4 separate regions of the Zea mays genome follow, and regions 2, 3 and 4 are each linked to region 1. Evidence: chromatin contacts called from public Hi-C data. All regions are on one chromosome and are shown on one strand. The core of a region is the stretch at or near the end of the contact, and the rest is flanking DNA. Distances in the headings are between cores, read along the strand shown. Region 1 holds the start of LOC100283996. Region 2 holds the start of LOC103649959 (probable serine/threonine-protein kinase PBL7). Region 3 holds the start of LOC100281498. Region 4 holds the start of LOC103651874.

Evidence for each region. Hi-C and Micro-C count contacts between places; a contact is called where the count stands out from the background.
Region 2: a contact with region 1 is called in a Hi-C map of leaf mesophyll, with 3 times the contacts expected there. The contact joins the promoter of LOC103649959 here to the promoter of LOC100283996 in region 1. A contact is called at or near these places in 4 of 25 Hi-C or Micro-C datasets (bundle sheath, ear, endosperm and 1 more).
Region 3: a contact with region 1 is called in a Hi-C map of tassel, with 6 times the contacts expected there. The contact joins the promoter of LOC100281498 here to the promoter of LOC100283996 in region 1. A contact is called at or near these places in 5 of 25 Hi-C or Micro-C datasets (bundle sheath, ear, endosperm and 2 more).
Region 4: a contact with region 1 is called in a Hi-C map of leaf mesophyll, with 2.8 times the contacts expected there. The contact joins the promoter of LOC103651874 here to the promoter of LOC100283996 in region 1. A contact is called at or near these places in 2 of 25 Hi-C or Micro-C datasets (ear and leaf mesophyll).

Annotation. Positions count from the first base shown.
Region 1 is chr3:36,494,085-36,496,784 of Zm-B73-REFERENCE-NAM-5.0, forward strand. It overlaps LOC100283996, which reads right to left and starts at 1,427. Exons shown (of 1, transcript NM_001156894.2): 1 at 573-1,427. The coding sequence starts at 1,295. The coding sequence ends at 1,008.
Region 2 is chr3:37,289,789-37,292,558 of Zm-B73-REFERENCE-NAM-5.0, forward strand. It overlaps LOC103649959 (probable serine/threonine-protein kinase PBL7), which reads left to right and starts at 1,462. Exons shown (of 5, transcript XM_008675652.4): 1 at 1,462-1,961. The coding sequence starts at 1,865.
Region 3 is chr3:37,035,849-37,038,548 of Zm-B73-REFERENCE-NAM-5.0, forward strand. LOC100281498 reads right to left here and starts at 1,376. Exons shown (of 7, transcript NM_001368020.1): 1 at 1,039-1,376; 2 at 703-863. The coding sequence starts at 1,102.
Region 4 is chr3:35,927,967-35,930,666 of Zm-B73-REFERENCE-NAM-5.0, forward strand. LOC103651874 reads right to left here and starts at 1,301. Exons shown (of 4, transcript XM_020550747.1): 1 at 1,288-1,301; 2 at 880-1,077; 3 at 671-767; 4 at 76-521. The coding sequence starts at 1,301. The coding sequence ends at 147.

The sequences.
Region 1 (2,700 bases), core at 177-2,676:
AGATCTAACTCGGCTCGACTCATTTGACAACTCGAGCTGGCTCATTTAGCTCGCGAGCCAGCTCGATAATACCATGTCTAGTGTCTACGAACAGATATAAAATCATGTAGCAAAAGAAAAGGAGATCTATTTAGAAAAAAGAATAGATTTTGCAACTTAATATTTCACACTCAACAAAGAACAAAATTAACTATAGTAGAGTACAAGATTAACTATTTTGGATCGGAGATTATTGTGATTTGACTAATTACTTCAACTCGTTTGGCTCGCGAGTCAGCTCGTGAGCCAGTTCGATCTGGCTCGTTAATACAAGCTCAACTCGTTACAAATTATAAACGAGTCGAGTCGAACCACTATCAAATCGAATCGAGCGAGTTAACGAGCTACGTGTTTTTCGTCCAGCCCTAACCACTACTGCTTGTTTATACAGGGATAAACACCACCTTTCCGCTCGTTTATGTTCAATAAAAAAAGATATATTTTGTCCGATGAAAAAAATACAGCATACTGCATACAAGTTCACCACGTAATCGAGATGACGTGAAAGGTAGGACAAGAACCGGAAGAAACTGTAGCTTTTATTAGTATAGTATAGTACGTACTAGCTGTAGCTGTAGCGACTAGCGAGTACGAAAAGGTAGCGAAAGGGCGAAACCCTGCTCCTCGGAGGAAGTACATCTGATATATAGGAGGAGCACAAGAGAGCAGGCCATCCAGCCCACACACGGCGGCGACCACCGACCACAGGCCGCTCTTCTCCCGTTGGTCGGACCCAAAACGACCCAGCGTCACATCTCATGGCACAGCGACCCGCACCGAGAAGACAGAAGACCTCGCTCGCGCTCTCCCAAGAACGTTCCGGGCGTCGCAGAGCGCGGCCGCACGCGCGCGTGGCTCAACACGCCGTTCGCCACACGAACCCCCAGCCCCCACCTCGTCTCACCCTGGTACGGTGCGCGTATGTCATACGAGACGAGGCGGAGCAGGGTGAAGGGAGCCGGGGCCGCTCAGGCCCGGGCGTAGGTGCGGGCGAGGTGCGCGGCGCGGAGGTCGGCGGGGTCGACGGCGGCGGCCCAGTTGGCGGGGCGGTAGTGGCCCGTGACGGGGTCGGGCACCCACGAGCCCTCGGCGGCGGCGGCGGCGGCGCGCCCGGCCTCCTTGGCCTCGCCCGCGGCCGCGCCCTCCGCCGCGCGCCTCATGGCCCCGGACGCCGCCGACGCCGCGTAGGCCCTGGCCCGGGGGACCAGCGACGCGAGGGCGAAGCGGGCGGAGGTGCCGGAGAGAGACAGAGCCATCGGGCCAGCTGCTGCTGCTGCTTGGGCAGGCAAAGGATTGGCTGGTGGCGCTCCGCTCTGCTCTGGTCTCAGCCCCCCGTGCTCTGCTTTGCGGCGCGTGTGAGCCGGCCGGTGTGGTGTGGTGTGGTGGAGGATGAGAGCGGAGGAGGGGGCGGGGTTTATAAAGAAGAGCCTGGGGGCTGGGAGGGAGGCGGAGGGGGAGCTGGAGGTGGGCTGGTGCCGGTGCGATAGGCAAACGGGCCACCCGGGTTCCCCGCGCTTTTTCTCGGATCGCGACGGGCCTCGGGAACCGGGAAAGCGTCAAAAGCGGTGGCACGTGCGCGGTGGCAGGAAACGGCGCCGCGGGTTCACTGCTTGTGTTTGAGTAATCGAGACGTCGTCGTCGTCGTCATCACCCTTCGATACGGTCGCGTGGTTTGGAAAGTCTCGCTGCTGCAGATCTGTGCATCCGTTCGGCCGGCGTTGCGCGACGGGATCGTAGGGACGGACAACGCCCGATGCCGACGGGTCCGCTCGGAAGGAGCGAGCGAAATTGCCTACTCCAGCCCCCGTCCTCCTCTGCCCGTATGTTTAATTTTCTATTTGTAGAGTATGAATATAGGGGTAAAAGAAGGTGGCAGTGGAGCAGTCCTAATTCTCCACTTCGTGGCTCCTCGATGATGCATGTCGGCCGAGGGATAACGTATGCGTTCGTGGTTGGTGGGTGGGCACGAGGGGGCTACATACAAGTCGACCACTGCGCTAGGTAGGCCGAGGGAGTACTAATAGTTTGTTTTTTCACAACCAAACTACAAAAAGAAAATCCCACCGTCCGCATCGATTGTGCCGCCGTCTGCTGGCCACGAGCCACGAGCCACGTCTCAGGTCCACTGCGAACTGAGTGCGCGGCGCGACCTGACTGACCTCAATGGAGGGGGAGCGTCATTGAGTCACGTCACGCTCCAACACGCCGGCGTCGCCGATATTTCCTCCTCTGCTTCACCTTTTTCCTCCCGGACGCCGGCGCGGCGAACCTCGCGCGCCTCGGTTTTCCAAGGGAAGTTGAGGTAAAAATAATAAATGTCAGGCCAGCGTGCGGGGCGTCCAGACACGCTGGGGCCCCGCGGACCAGTCTGGTTCCGCCGAAAGGGCAAAGCTCCCCGTTCCCGTTGTCCCTTGGCGCGGCGGGAAGGTGCGTGCGGGCGAGGCGCCGACTGGTGGAGGCGGCCGACGGGCCGCGCAAGGCGTCAGCTGGCCAGGTCGTATCTGCCTGGGTCGGCGTCGGCTTGGACGACCGCAGACTGCGTCGTCCGCACTCCGCAGGGGGCCGCTGGACAGGAGGACGAGGTGCCTGTGGGGGTCTGCCAATACGAGTGTGGCGCGTGGCACGATGGGTGCCGGGTGCCAGCCTGGCGCCACTCACCGC
Region 2 (2,770 bases), core at 212-2,711, 800 kb after region 1:
CCCCGTGTAGCCAGCCATTCACGTGCGAAAACAACAATACAACTGCAACCGATCTTGCGTCTTGCCGACTGTCCGAACTCCGAACGATACAGTGCGAAATGGGTGCGTTGCTCTTGTCCAGTATGGCACTGTGCGTCCACTTCCACCCCAGGCAGGCAGGCAGCCGGGCGTCGCGGGCGCCGGACAGGTGGGTGGGTGGCGTCGCGCGAAGGCCACCGGGACACGCTGCTTGCTCTGAAAAGCCGACGAGCAGACAACGGGCCCCGGGACCCGGGACATACTAGAAGAAGGCGGCCGGGATCTGCCGACCCCACCACGGTTCACACAGTCCACACCCTTCGCCGCGCGGCGCCTGCCCGGGCCCCCCGAATGGCCGTCCTTTTCGCGCCGTGCACGCGGACAACAGTGGCACCGGAGGTCGCCTTCACGGTGCGGCCGCGCACCTGGGTGTCCTCCGGATGCAGCAGGTTGGTTGTCGTCGTTCAATAACAATCGAGGGCTTGTTCGGTTATTTTCAATCCATATGGATTGAAGGGGATTGATACGGATTGAAGGGGATTTTGACTTAATAGGGATTGAATCCCCCTCAATCCCTCTCAATCCATATGGATTGGGGTAGAACCGAACATAGTTGGGCCCGTCTGCACGAGGGTGAGGGTGGAACGGGGGTTAGGCTGGAAAGCACGCCTAACAATAATGGATATACGTATTTATTAGTAGAATCATGGCGCTCTAAACCCGCTCCTGCTCCATGTCTTAATCGGTGGATAAGGATAAGCTTAACCGTAATGCACGTAGCACTGTAGCGACCCGTCACCCGTTCTTGACTTGTCAACTACATGCCCCATCCTTTCTGGGAGTGCTGTCTTTTTTTTACTGTAAAGAACGGTCTATGTGAGCGATAACAACAGCAACCTTTTGTGATCCGTGTAAGAAAAATATAATCACACATTTCCCCCCTTTATTGTCCAACCAAAAGCTATCCTTTCTTTTAGATAAAATACCCATTTTGCCCTGCCGCACTAGGTGCTATGGTAGTGATGGAGATGGGCCAAACCTTTTGAACAAAGTAAAAACCTAACGGAAAAAAATGATCCGTTCGTCCTAGTTGTTTTCTAACTGACCAGCAGTCAATATTTACCACACTGGTGACTAATAATAAGATGAGTTTTTTTAACTTGATTTTCAAAGCGAGTACCAAAAACGACCCGGCCTGCTCGCTCGTGTTTCTCTAGATGTACGTGTTGTTCTATGGACTTTTGCAGTGCAGAGTGAAAATCCGCACTTGATTCACAAAGTCTTTATTTTAAAAAAAATTGTATTTTAGTTTCCTGAAACAGTACAGGGAATAGTGTTTTGGACGAACGCATTTGGCTCGAAATTGGAACAAGAGTCCTTCGTGTACCTACTTTTTATAGGTTGACCCCAAATAAACAACTCCATACATAACTATACCTTCACAATTCGTCAAGCAAAACTATACTAAACCCCTTCAATTAGCAATTAATCTTTCCTGCCACTAGTGAGTCTCCGACGTCCCATCGATGCTGACTTTTCCGCCTTCCCTCGGCGCCGTTTTCCGTCCTCCGCTTTCCGTCGGTTTTTTTTAACATGTTTTCAAATCTTTTAGGCCGCACGCTGCTATCCTCATCAGTCTTCTCCGCTTTTCCCCCCATCTCCTTCTGGGCGCACCAGGAAAAAAATTGATACATTCCTCGGCAGCTGCGCGAGTCCTCTGTTGATACCCCCGGCGACCCAAAGCCCCCGTCCGAGCAGCAGCAGCAGCAGCCTAACAGGATTGGGGATTTTTTTTTGCTTCGTGTTCTCCTTCTCCTGCTGTAGGCGTTGATTCGGGTGATGAGAGATGGGCTTCTTGGCGTGCTTGTGCCGATGCCCTCAGGACGGGGACGACGACGAGAAGGAGGGGGAGCAGTTCAGAATCAACCACCAGGTCGCCTCAGGTGACGGGCGATGCTCATGCTTCAAAAAAAATTCTTTCTTTCTTGCGTTATGTTTCCTGCTTTTGCCTTCGTTAGTTGTAGCAAGCATACTTCGTCAGTTCGTCTGGCTAGGAAATTCTCGTTTCTTGGTGCTTCGTTCTGATACTAGCTTGTTCGCGGTATGTGTGGCCCTGATACTATACTCCGGTACCATGCTTCCTGTGAAGCTGAACTCGCGCTTGCTGTCAGAGGGACGTTTAATTCTACAAAATGAAAATAAAACCAAGTCTACTGATTCGTGAACTTGGTAGCGTAACCGGTTTTTAGTTGTTTATTTACGCGAGTGAAGAATTGTACTCATACTCAGCCATCATGAACTTTTTTTTTTATTCTGAATAGCATGGTCAACCTTTTCTTTATCACACGGCACCCAGCCTCGCGGACGAATTCCTTTAGCAACCAAGGCTGTTAGATTTAATCTTGCCATTGTGTAGCTAGAAACAATAGGCTGTGGCTGATCAAGTGCGTAGCAGCAAAACGTGTGAGACTAGTACGCTGTTGTTGCCTTGAGCGGTTACATACTCATGGTCATGGTGTGTGAGACTGTCACTGAGAATATGGACCGAGACTTTTTGGGCCAGCACGAGCACATGAGTCAGGCTTGGATCTACATAACCTATTAAAGTTAATATTGTTTAATTTCTTTAATTTAGTAATTTATAGACTTTATATCGTTGTAATATTTGAACTTTATGTGGTCAAATGACGTTAGCATTGTTTAATATCGTTAATTTAGTAAGCTATAGACTTTATGTGGTTGTAATATTTGA
Region 3 (2,700 bases), core at 126-2,625, 540 kb after region 1:
ATCCTACAAGTCTGTACATTCGACTCCAATCACCCATTCATTCTGGTGTGACATATGAGGGTTCTAGCTCCTATCAGACTCCAATCTCCCACTCAATGTAGATATATGAAGAATAGCTATTATATACTCCTCCATTCCAAATTATAAGGCATTTTGGCTTGTTTTAGATACATTAGTTTTACTATGTATCTAGACATAGTGTATACTATGTGTATAGCGAAAGCTATGAATCTAAAAAAGCCAAAACGTCTTATAATTTGGAATAGAGGAACGGAGTACCAAAGATGCAAGACATCAGACAAGCACATGCACATAGACAATACAATCCTAATAGGAGTAGAACTGCAGACGCAGAGCAGCCTGCAATGCAAGCTAGTAAACGCCTAAACAGTATGGCAATATTCACTATCCAGGGCAAAGATAGCAAATCCAAATTCCCCCTCCTCAACCACAAGACACCAAAATTTCATAACTTCCACACTTCCATGACGTTATATAATCATCAACTCGCCGAAAACCGTCAACTTTAAGCAACAAACTTGCCACCCACCAACCAGCTGTAATCATCACGCAGCGCCCGTCATTGTCAGGATAGCAGAAGCGCTTAGCTCACCAGTAACCATCGAGCTGAGCACGAGACACAAAAACAGAGCAGAGCAGGGATAGGGGTGGGGGAGCGGCGTGGATTAGGCTGGTTCTCACCGGGGCCGGCCGATCGCGGGGGTGGTTGTAGCGGCAGCGCTCCCCGTAGCCGCAGGCGCCCGTGCGGAGGTAGTAGGCGCAGTCCGCCTCGCCCGGCCGCTCCGGAAGCTTCTCCTCCCCTGCTTCCCCGTCGTCGCCGAGCCCCAGCCTCCGCATCGAGTCTGCGAAAGCATCCACGTCAACAGCACGGTCAGCAGCACACGCCGGGTCCAAGCAGTCGCATCGGAGATCCAAAACCCTAGCGAGTGAGTGGGCAAAAGCAGAGCGGCGAAACCCCCACGGACGCAGCGGAGCCCCCAGTTACGTGGACGAGGTCGGACCGGGCGGCAAGCGTACCTTCCAGTCCGGTGCCGGTGCCGGCGTCGGCCCCGCCGCTCTTCGCCGCCGCGTACGGCTCCATCCGACGGCCCCCCGGAAGCTCCCGGAGAGCGGCGATCGGGCGCCTGCCTCGCCGACCGGGCTCGATCGAAGCTCAGGCGAGCGAGCGAGCACCGGAACCTCACGGAGCCAAAGGGAAGAAAAATTATTCCAGAATTTTTTTTCTGCGCTGCTGCTGTGCTCGCTTGCAGCTCCCTCGCGGTTGCTTCCTGGCGACTCCTCTTCTGCCTGCCTGCCTGCACTGGCGTCTCGCCCCCAGTACGCGGTCGCGTCGCGGTGGCCTTTTGCGAGGAGAGGGATGGGGACTGGGGATCGGGAGTAGCCAGTGGTGGTGGGGTGGGGTTTTCCGTTCGGCGCTGGAGCCCCGTGCCGCGGGAGACAGCGAGCGAAACGGGCGGACGCGTGGATTCGCTCGGGCAACCGCTACCGCAACCGCGCGGCGCTGCTGGAGCAACTCCAATAGTTATGTAAATTTTAGCTCTCTAAATCATAGATTTAAGAAGTTGCTAAATGGTTTTTGGAGTAAAAAAATGTGAGTTCTCCAATAGTTCTCTAAATATAGGTTGTAATTTTGTTTTGTATCTATCCACATAAAAAAATAAGTCGCAAAAACTATATAATGCAGTCAATATTTTTGTTTAGGGAGTTGTTAAATGGTTGCCAAATGTAGAGAGAAAATGAGGTTAGATGACAAGTTGTTAAATTTAGAAAGTTCATTTAGAGAACTGTTGGAGAATAGTTTTTATGTTAACTACCTAAATTATTGATTTAGGAAGTCTTTTAGGGTCTGTTTGGTTGGTTTCTCTCGCCAACCTGGCTGTGTGAGCCAGGATCACTGGAGCCTGGCTCTGGAGATGCGACCAATCTGCTCGTATCTGGTGAGCCTGGCCCAAGGTGCTTTAAGGATCGTGCGAGTCTGGATCCAAATCTACATGCAGGCAACCAAACACAGAGCTCGCACGCGCATAGCCAGGCTCATAGCAACCAAACAGCAGCTACCCGCATCCCACGATGCAAGCACGCGCAGATGCAGGCAACCAAACAGACCCTTAGAGAACTATTGGAGTTGCTCCTACCGGCACCGGGGCACGAGTACGGCGTGGCGTGGCGTGGCGTGGCGTCGCATAGGCCTGGTGTTTAGCTGTGGGCTGCCTGTAGGCTGTAGCAGAAGCGCGGCGCCAATGTGCATGCGAAACGGAAAAGGAAAGGGGCAGGCAGGCAGCCGCGTGTTGCAATAAATGCGCGGTCGCCGTGGTGGGCCCGCTTCGGGACGATGGTGGTTCGTTGCTTTCCTCTGAGGCCTGACCGTGGCCTGCTAGACCGCAAGGTCACGTGCCGCTGCCACAGTAGTAGACTGGGCGTGGGCGGGCTCCTCCCGTAGACCGTAGTCGCATCCTAGGATCCGGGCGACTCCTTATTTGGCCTACGGCACACTTCCTATTTTATCCCTATCATATTTCATATTTTAAACTTCACTCTATAACAGTATAATCTACAGTGAAAATAAACGTAATTAAGATAATTAGAGGAGATATATTTTCCTAGGCGCATTACAAGCACGAAGAGAGGGAAAGTGCCATGCTACAAAGTTTCCTGTGAGTTGTTAGCGGGTGACCCGAG
Region 4 (2,700 bases), core at 51-2,550, 570 kb before region 1:
GGCTCCACAAAATTTTTTTCCCTGTACACCCCGTAGTATACTACCGCCTGCCTGCGCGGGCTGCGGCAACCGAAGTTGTTTTTACTGACATCCTGCTATATATATAATATGGTCCCTACTACACACGGTTACTTCCACGTACGCGCTCACGTCCATACGAGGACGACAGCAGCGGCCGCACTCAGCAGCAGCGGCATCGCTTGCGCCAGGCTGCTGACGCGGGCGTCGCTCCCGCGGCCGTACAAGTGCCCGTCGCCTCCGAGGCGCTGCAGCACGTCGTCGAAGTCGCCCCGGAGGCCGGAGCGGCCGCACCACCCGCGGGCGAGCACGAGGCGGACGTCGGCGGCGGAGGCGCCGTTGTAGAAGCGGAAGCCGGCCACGATGCCGTCGTCGACGCAGCGCAGCACGAGGTGCGTCTCCACCAGGCACGGCCCGCCGCAGAAGGCGTCCACCGACCCCGGCGGCACGTCCAGCGCGCCCTCGGGGCCCAGCCGGAGCGCGCCCTGGCACCCGCTGTAGATCTTGGCATCATATGGCACGCAGTGAGCAGCAAGGGCGTTCAGTACGTATGCTCGCCATATATATTGATCATGACAAGAGCGTGGGATAGCCCAAAACTACGATAAGCTAGACGCGACGAGTATGTATATATACACATATGCACACTCACGTAGCGATCGTTGAAGCAGGACAGGGCTCTCCCGACTATGCTCGCGGCGTCTGTCTTCTGGCCGTGGAACGCTGCTGCTGCTCCTCCATCTGCAATTCTGCATATGCATGAGTTCCGCACGTACGTACGTACCAGTGCAGTGATGAGCAACATGGAACCGTGACGTATGTGCGAGGACTTGAGAGCAGAGCAGGCGAAGAAACGGGGACCTGCTGAGCTGCAGCAGGCAGCTGGGAGCCGGATCAGGAAGCAGCAAATAAAGCAGGCGATGCACGCCGCTGCCAGGAACGAAAACGGCGGCCTGCTGCAAACGGATGCCATAGTCTCGATCCCGACAGTTTAAACTCTCCCTCTCGACGTCGTCGGCGCCGCCCGTATGTACGAGGAAGAACTTTAAGATCGACGAGCTATATATATATATGCAACTTTGCTAATCTTGCGTCGCGTTCGCCCGGTCGTCGACGATGCGTGAATGCACGATAGTTTCTCAAGCTCCGCGGCTCTGGTTGGGTGCTGGTTTCCTTGGTGGGCAGGGCGGCAGGCCAACCAACCTGTGACCAGAGCGCATGAGAGATACAGGCAGGTTCAGAGGAGTCCAAGACCATCTTTTATTTTACCTCTCTTTCGCCATGACGCATTTCCCTGATCGTATGGTGGTGGACTTGTGACTTTCGTATTTCCCCTTTTTCGGTCATAATCTTCAGAAGGCTGAACACCTTCGAATTGAGCCTGGTCTTTGTGAAACGAAAGTGGAGCTGGTATTACCAGCCCTGTTCTATTTGGATTTTGGAGGCATGATGGTTTTGGTTGGTCGTGAATTCACCAGAAGCTCCCGCAGAAGATCATCAAAACAGGACAACACAGTCGATTGCAAATATAGGTGCCCAAACGGGCGGCCCGGTCCGGCACGGGTCCGTTAGGCCCGACGGATAATTGGGGCGTGCCCGGCCATTCCGCGTGCCGCAGCACAGGCACGGCACGTCGGCATGTTAGTCGTGTCGGACGTCCGGTTAACCGGCCACGTTCTCCCATTAAATCAAGAAAAATAACAAAAAACTGTGTGTGAGTGGGGATGGAGACTAACAAGTAGAACTCTAGTGTATTTGTTGTAAATAGCAAATATAAAATGTAAATATATATATACTATGTTTTATAAAATAAAATATATATAATTGTGCCGCGTCGTGCAGGCCGAGGCAGCGGCCCAAGAACAACACGATTCTCGTGTTGGGCCCGGCTCGACACTATTAAACGGGTCGTGCTTCGGGCTGGCCCGTTAGGCATGACCCATTTAGCGCTCTATAATTGCAAAGATATCTTTGGAATACTCGCGAAAGATGAATGTGTACAGGGAGCTTTGAAGAGTAAACATTTAAAATCTCTTGTGCTCGCATACTGTTCAATTATTTATATGGATATGATGATGTACAACTTTATATAAAATTACATTAATAACACAATGTATATACACGGAGTCTATTAAGTTCGCGGGGTGTTTCTGTTTTTTCCTCTAAGAAACGTGTTATGCACGTCGCTTCTGTATTCCTTTGCCACTACTTTGTATCTGAGCTTAAGTAGTATCTGAGCTTGTACGAGATTCAGGTGTGTTGACTCTAGACTTCAGCGATAAGCCCTCCTTAATGACGAAGCTGTTTCTCTCTCCCTTCGTTTACCGAAGCTTTCAGTCGACGCTTGCCTTTGTTCCTGAAAAAGTCTTAGGACAACAGAATCTGATAATTCGAGGACCTTCAGGGCTGATTTGGTGATCCAAGATCCCGGGAGGATCGGAGGGGATTAAAGGGAAATTAGTTCATTTCCCCCTCGATCCCCTCCAATCCTCTCGGGATCCCTTTGTCACCAAATCAACCCTCAATGAAACCCTTTTCCTCAACACTAATTTCTGGTGGGCACATGTCAGCTATTGAAAATAAATGCTTATTTTTATCGGCTGATGCCTGGCCACAAAAAATAATAAGCTTATTTTTTATGGCTGATACCTAACCACTGATAATAACAAATTTATTTTTCTA